Linked DNA regions of Ovis aries: region 1 is linked to region 2. The links are chromatin contacts, called in public Hi-C maps. All regions are on one chromosome and are shown on one strand. Each heading gives the region's core, a stretch centred on a gene start, on an enhancer-like site or on the middle of the called end of the contact. The rest is flanking DNA. Distances are from core to core; before and after follow the strand shown. Region 1 has its middle 45 kb from the start of FLI1. Region 2 has its middle 300 kb from the start of TRNAR-CCU.

Region 1 (3,119 bases), core at 88-2,587, 510 kb before region 2:
AGCGACTGAACTGAACTGAACTGATGTTCAGGTACTCTGTGGAGACCAGGTAATGCCGAGTGAAGGGTGGAAAGACTTATGTCAGTGGAGTGTTGGGGGAAGGGGGTTGGAATTTTGCGGAGGAGGGGAACACACAGCCCTCGGTTGCTCTGAGCTGGGGTCAGACTGGACTCTGGTTGAGGGCTGCTGAGTGAGGGGTATGAAGGTGGGTGCATTCTTGGAAGGACGCAGCATGATTCCTGCCTGCTTGGCTCCTGTTCTTTATTCCTATCCCTTCTTCCAGGGCTAGAATCCACTAGAATCAACCCGTGTTTGCTCATTAGAGCACCTAGTGTGTACAAGCCACTGGGAGGTACACAGTTGTAAGCTGCAGGCCCCATTCTTGAGCTTAGGCTGGGGAGGGATAAGGTAGCGCTAGTGGCAAAGAAGCCGCCTACCATTGCAGGAGACGTAAGAGATGCAGGTTCGATCCCTGGGTCTGGAAGATTCTCTGAAGAAGGGAATGACTACCCACTCCAGTATTCTTGCCTGGAGAACCCCCTGGACAGAGGAGCCTGAGGGGTGTGGTCCATAGGGTCACAAAGAGTCAGACACAGCTGAAGTGACTTATCACGCACGCACACAGACTTATTCCTTTAACGCTATTGAGTGAATGCCTTACTATCTTTAGGGGTGAGGTGGGGGGAAGACCCACACGGCATCACATCGGGTGGTGGCAGTGGCTGTTGTGCACGAGGAGCTGGAGAGCGGGGAGCGCCTGTGGAGCTCACACCGTTCTCCAAGGAGCCGTTGGGAAACCTCACAGAGTGGGGCATCCCTGACCCACAGCCAGGTCCGAGCTGACCACCAGTGCAGCCCCTGGGCCTGGCGCTCCCCACTGCTGTGGCAGGAGGACCTGTGGTCTGCCAGTTGGTTCTGCATACGGACCATTCAGACAGCAAACTGAAAGTGGCTCTTGCCCAGGAAATCCAGTAGATGTGTTGTCCTGGTGACCCGATGGTGCCCTTTAGTCCCAAGGCCCCTGTTCAGGTATCCTCATCCTCCCTTAGACCTTTTCCTGTGATTAGCGAGACAGCAGCTCCCAGCATGAGTGTGTGTCTCTGACCTGTCACCCTCTTTCAGCACTGCTTTCTTTGTTCCCCAGCCATCAGCCAGGAGCTCAAGGGAGGCCCAAAGCCTGACCCTGTCTTGGCCTCCTCCCATCTCAAAGAAAGCCCATGGCCACCTGGCTTTAGAAACCTCTTGTCTGGGGCTAACGGCATCTCACCAACAGTGTCAGCTCCAGTGACGCTGACGTTGGTGGTTAACAGTGGTGTCAAAGTTGCCTGGTGCCCAGATCACGGCTCTGAGTGTCTACCCACCTTGGTTCTTCAAAAACAGGAAGTCACCCCAGGCTGGTGTAAGTCAGCCCCAAACCCAGAAGCTTAGATCTCATTAGCGCTCAGAAAGTTGGTGTAAAACTTGGCAAGTTTGGTGTGTTTTTGCCTCTTCCAGAAGCCTGGGTGTTTCTTCCTGTCCTCACTCTCGGCTTCTTGGTTGAGACCTGGAGGAAGAGACAGTGACAGGGAGGCTGAGCCCAGCCCAGGGGTTTAAGGACTTCTTGCTCTGCCCACAGATGGAGGATAAGGTCTCAGATCCTAGAACCTAGGGGTGCTTGTGTGTTTTTTGGTCCAAACAGCAGCCTCAGGACCAAAGTGATACATCCATGTATTTCACCATTAGGAGTAAAGATACTCTAAAAATACCAGTCGTGCTTTTTAGGAGGAATGCTTTTCACTTTGTTCTAAGCTGCTATTTGGGGGGTAGATCAAGATACAGACACGATGACTCAGGCTGCTGCTGATCAGGGCAGGAAGAAAAGAACAAGACCAGGGGGTCACGCCTGCAGCCTGTGTTCACGTCAGGACAAGAGCATCCTGCGTCAGACGCACAGGCTGAGCCTGGATCATCTCCCCCGGGTCAGGTGACAGGGTGCAGCCCACACATCTAACGGGCATAAGACTTCTCCCCCATGGTCTGCTGCAGGCATACATGCCCTCTGTCTTCCTCATCTTCTAACTTCCATCCACTCTGATCTCTTCGCCTCTTCTGAATCAGAATTCCTTTCTGTGGAAATGAGTGGCCTAGAGGTCTGAGAGAGGGAACATAGAGAATAAATGTGTTATCTTGCTGGTTGTCGCTGAGATGTGGCTGGCACTTCCCTTGCATTTGATGATCAGCTGCAGAGGGCTTCCCAGGTGGCTCAGCAGTGAGGAATCTGCCTGCCAAAGTAGAAGATGTGGGTTCGATCCCTGGGTTAGGAAAATCCCTTGAAGAAGGAATGGCAGCCCACTCTGGTATTCTTGCCTGGAGAATCCCATGGGCAGCAGACTCTGCAGGCTACAGTCTGCAGGATGGCAAAGAGCTGGACTAAGCAACTAAAAATGTCATAACCTGGAAAGGGCTTCACAGGTGAAGCTGACTTCTGGGGAGAGAAAGGGGGATTTGAAACCAAGATCCAAAAAATAAATCCAAGAAAGGGAGGTTGTGGGAAGGATTCATGCTGGATAATCTCTGAGCACTGCTCCCTGCTGGGGGAGAGCAGACTTGCTTTCCCCAGCTCTCTCTGCCCCTCATCTGCCCCACCACCATCCCCAGACTCCCCGTGTGCCATCTTGGAAACAAGCATGCATCAAGGACTCCAGACTCCTCTGGGCTCTGCTGTGCTTTGTGGCCCAGAGGAGGGTGACTGGGTGGGAGAGAAGTCGAGAAACTTTACAGTTTTGTCTGGGGACATTTTCGAAGTCATGTTTTATGAGACAGATCACATCCGATGCAACACGAACCCATGGCCAAGCCGTGAGATGCATATGTTCTCAGGCTCTGGAACCCTATGGGAAATTTTCTATAGGCCCCCACAGCCTGGGAAACTGGCCTGGAGGTTTTATAGAGTGACTAATATCCTACAGGGATCCTCCGGGTCCTAGGACTCGCACTGAGGTCAGTAAATCAGCCCCTCTTAGAGCAAAACCCCTGGGACCATCCGTGTCCATCTGGAAGAAACTAGTCACAGAAGAACAGATTGAGGACTTTAAATTCTCTTTCCCACCTCTCACCCAGCCGTGTGTTTACACATCATT
Region 2 (2,932 bases), core at 72-2,571:
AGCATTGAGACACAGGGGAAGTCTGCATTGAGCATATACTGAGACTCAAGACGTAGCAGAAGTTGACTCACCCGCCATCTTGGACCTATTTGGTTTTAATCACTTACGTCCTATCTATGGCTATGTCACTCTTTTAAAGATTGTGCCCTGCCCCCTTCCCTCCTGTTTCAGAGGTAGTCTGGTCAGAAACCCCTAAGCATGTGGAAGGATCAGGGTAGACCTTCTTCCAATTGAAGCAGTCACTGGCAGGGTGGGCTGTCTCTGGATTTGTAACAGAAAGGGAGAGCTGCTATCACTTACATGTGGAGTCTAAAAAGATATCATACACATGAACTTACTTACAAAATAAGAAGAGACTCAAAGACTTACAGAATGAACTTATGGTTGCCAAGGGTTAAGGATGGGGAGAAGGGATAGATAGGGAGTTTGGGATGCACATGGACACACTGCTATATTTAAAATGGATAACCTACAAGGACCTACTGTATAGCACAGGGAACTCTGCTCAATGTTATGTGGCAGCCTGGATGGAAGGAGGGTTTAGGGGAGGATAGATATATGTATATGTATGGCTGAGTCCCTTTGCTGTCAAAACTAGCACAACATTGTTAACTGGCTATAGTGGAAGTTACTCAATCATGTCTGACTCTATGTGACCCCATGGACTGTAGCCTGCGAGGCTCCTCTGTCCATGGAATTCTCCAGGCAAGAATACTGGAGTGGGTAGCTGGTCCCTTCTGCAGGGGATTTTCCCAACCCAGGTTTTGAACCCAGGTCTCCCACTTTGCAGGTGGATTCTTAATCGACTATCAGTTCAGTTCAGTCGCTCAGTCATGTCTGACTCTTACCCCAATGCAAAATTAAAAGTTTAAAATAAATAAATATGCAAAAAAAAAAAAAAGAGAAGAAGAAGAAAGAAAGGGGAATGCTGTAGGGAATTCAAGACAGAGTAGGGGGTGGACCCAGTGTCCTTTAAGGTCACTTCTCTCCAATTTCAGGCCTAGGAGTCAGCCTTCCTCATCTTCCTGGCTGGGAGTGTTCCCTGGAGATCATCAGTTAAGAAAACGAGCTCTGTATAAATACGTCCGTGCCCATGTAGGGTCTCAGGACACGAGTCATAGTGACACCAGGGCTGTTCTTTGGGGATGCAGTCCTCCCCATCCTGGCTCTGAGAGCCATGGTTCCTCCCCCCTCACCCCCTGCCCCCATTTCCAGCTCACAAAAGCATCATGGCTGCCAGGCTCTGATTAAAGGCCTCCAAGGGGCCAGCACTTGCAGGCTGTCTTCTTTCCCTCCAGCCCCACCCTCCCCAACATTCCAGTGTCCCCTCCCTCTTCCTGTTATTGTCCTGTTCCTTTCTGATAAGATTGCATTTGTCCCCCCAAAGAGGAACGTTTCTTTCCTGTACGTTAATAGTTTTCAAAGGCACACTAATGAAAAGATCTCTATCCTAACACCAGATAATTTATTCTAAGTGTTAAAGGACCAAGAGGAAGAGAAGGCCTGATTCTCCTTTAATCACTTAGGAAGCATTTGACAGACAATCACCAAGCTTGTAACTCTGGTTTCCAAATGCGGTTTTGTTTTGGCTACAGGGAAAGGAACTGCATTTTACAAGCTAGAGTTAATGGTTCAGCTAGAAAGGAGAGTCAGAAGATGCAGGTTCTGAAGTTAATTTTGCTACTGTACTGAGAGGCTCACATATGGTTGGCTGGCAAGTTCCTTCTTATTTGGGCTTCTCAAGTGGCTCACTGGTAAAGAATCTGCCTGCAGTGCAGAAGATGCAGTTTTGATCCCTGGGTCAGGAATTTTTCCCTAGAGAAAGAAATGGCAACTCACTCCAATATTCTTGCCTGGGAAATCCCATGGGCAGAGGAGCCTGGAGGGCTAAGTCCATGGGGGTGGCAAGAGCTGGGCACGACTTAGCGACTAAAACCATCCACTGTCACCACGCTTTTACTTACTTGAGCTTCCTCGTTTGTGACATGGGGGCCATCTATGTAGTTCAGGGTTCTTGTGAGGGTTAGTAACATAGCCTGTCCACCATGTTTTTTAAGTGGAGAATATCAGTATAAGGTAGTTTGCTCATATAAATATGTAAATTGGGACTCAAGTTGAGATGCATGAACTCTAGGAAACAGGTCCCACAAAGGGCCTGTTTGTGAAAGTCAGCATCATCTTTGTCCTCCAACCCAGCTCCCAGTCAGTCAAACTTTGTTTAAAAATATTGTAGAAGTCTGCTGAAGCCCTACTACATGGAAAACAGTCCTTAGCAATCTACCATAGAGCACATGGAACTCTGCTCATTGCTATGTGGCAGCCTGGATGGGAGGGGAGTCTGGGGGAGAATGGACACATATAAACGTATGGCTGGGTCCTTTCTCTGCTCACCTGAAACTGTCACAACATTGTTAACTGCTTACAGTAGTTAGTAGTGTTAGTCGCTCAGTCCTGTCTGACCTTTGAGACCCCATGGATTGTAACCTGCCAGGCTCCTCTGTCCATGGGATTTTCCAGGCAAGATTATTGGAGTAGGTAGCCATTTCCTTCTCCAAGGGATCTTCCTGACCCAGGGATCAAAACCAGGTCTCCAGCATTGCAGGCAGATTCTTTACTGAGTTTCAGGGAAGCCTCCTCTCCCCCAGTACAAGATAAAAGGTTAAAAATAAGAAAAAAAAAAAGAGAGAATGGTCTTTAGAAATCACTGTACAGATGGCAAAACTGAGTCTAACCTCTCACCTCTCGAGTAATAAGAGAATGATTTCAACTGGTGCATCTTTTAACAGCAAAGTCAGTACTAGAATTCAGTGGAAACTTGAGCCACCTGGGCTGTGCTCTTTCCAGTCAAACATGCAGTTTCTCCCACCAGGAATGTGATTGCTGTGTTGCCCTTTAAAGACATGTTAGATATAAACTGAATAAACCATGGACT

Evidence for each region. A called contact is a pair of places that touch in the nucleus more often than the background predicts.
Region 1: a Hi-C map of liver shows a contact between it and region 2, with 3 times the contacts expected there. The contact joins two enhancer-like sites. A contact is called at or near these places in 8 of 16 Hi-C or Micro-C datasets (blood, hypothalamus, liver and 4 more).

Annotation. Positions count from the first base shown.
Region 1 is chr21:29,439,894-29,443,012 of ARS-UI_Ramb_v3.0, reverse strand. No RefSeq gene overlaps it. Among named protein-coding and RNA genes, the nearest start is that of FLI1, 45 kb to the left of the region's middle. Within about 2 kb of position 1,337, at least 5 of the 54 cell types and tissues checked have an H3K27ac peak or open chromatin away from gene starts, as enhancers often do. A contact at or near this core is called in liver, where this site is marked.
Region 2 is chr21:28,928,845-28,931,776 of ARS-UI_Ramb_v3.0, reverse strand. No RefSeq gene overlaps it. Among named protein-coding and RNA genes, the nearest start is that of TRNAR-CCU, 300 kb to the left of the region's middle. Within about 2 kb of position 1,321, at least 3 of the 54 cell types and tissues checked have an H3K27ac peak or open chromatin away from gene starts, as enhancers often do. A contact at or near this core is called in liver, where this site is marked.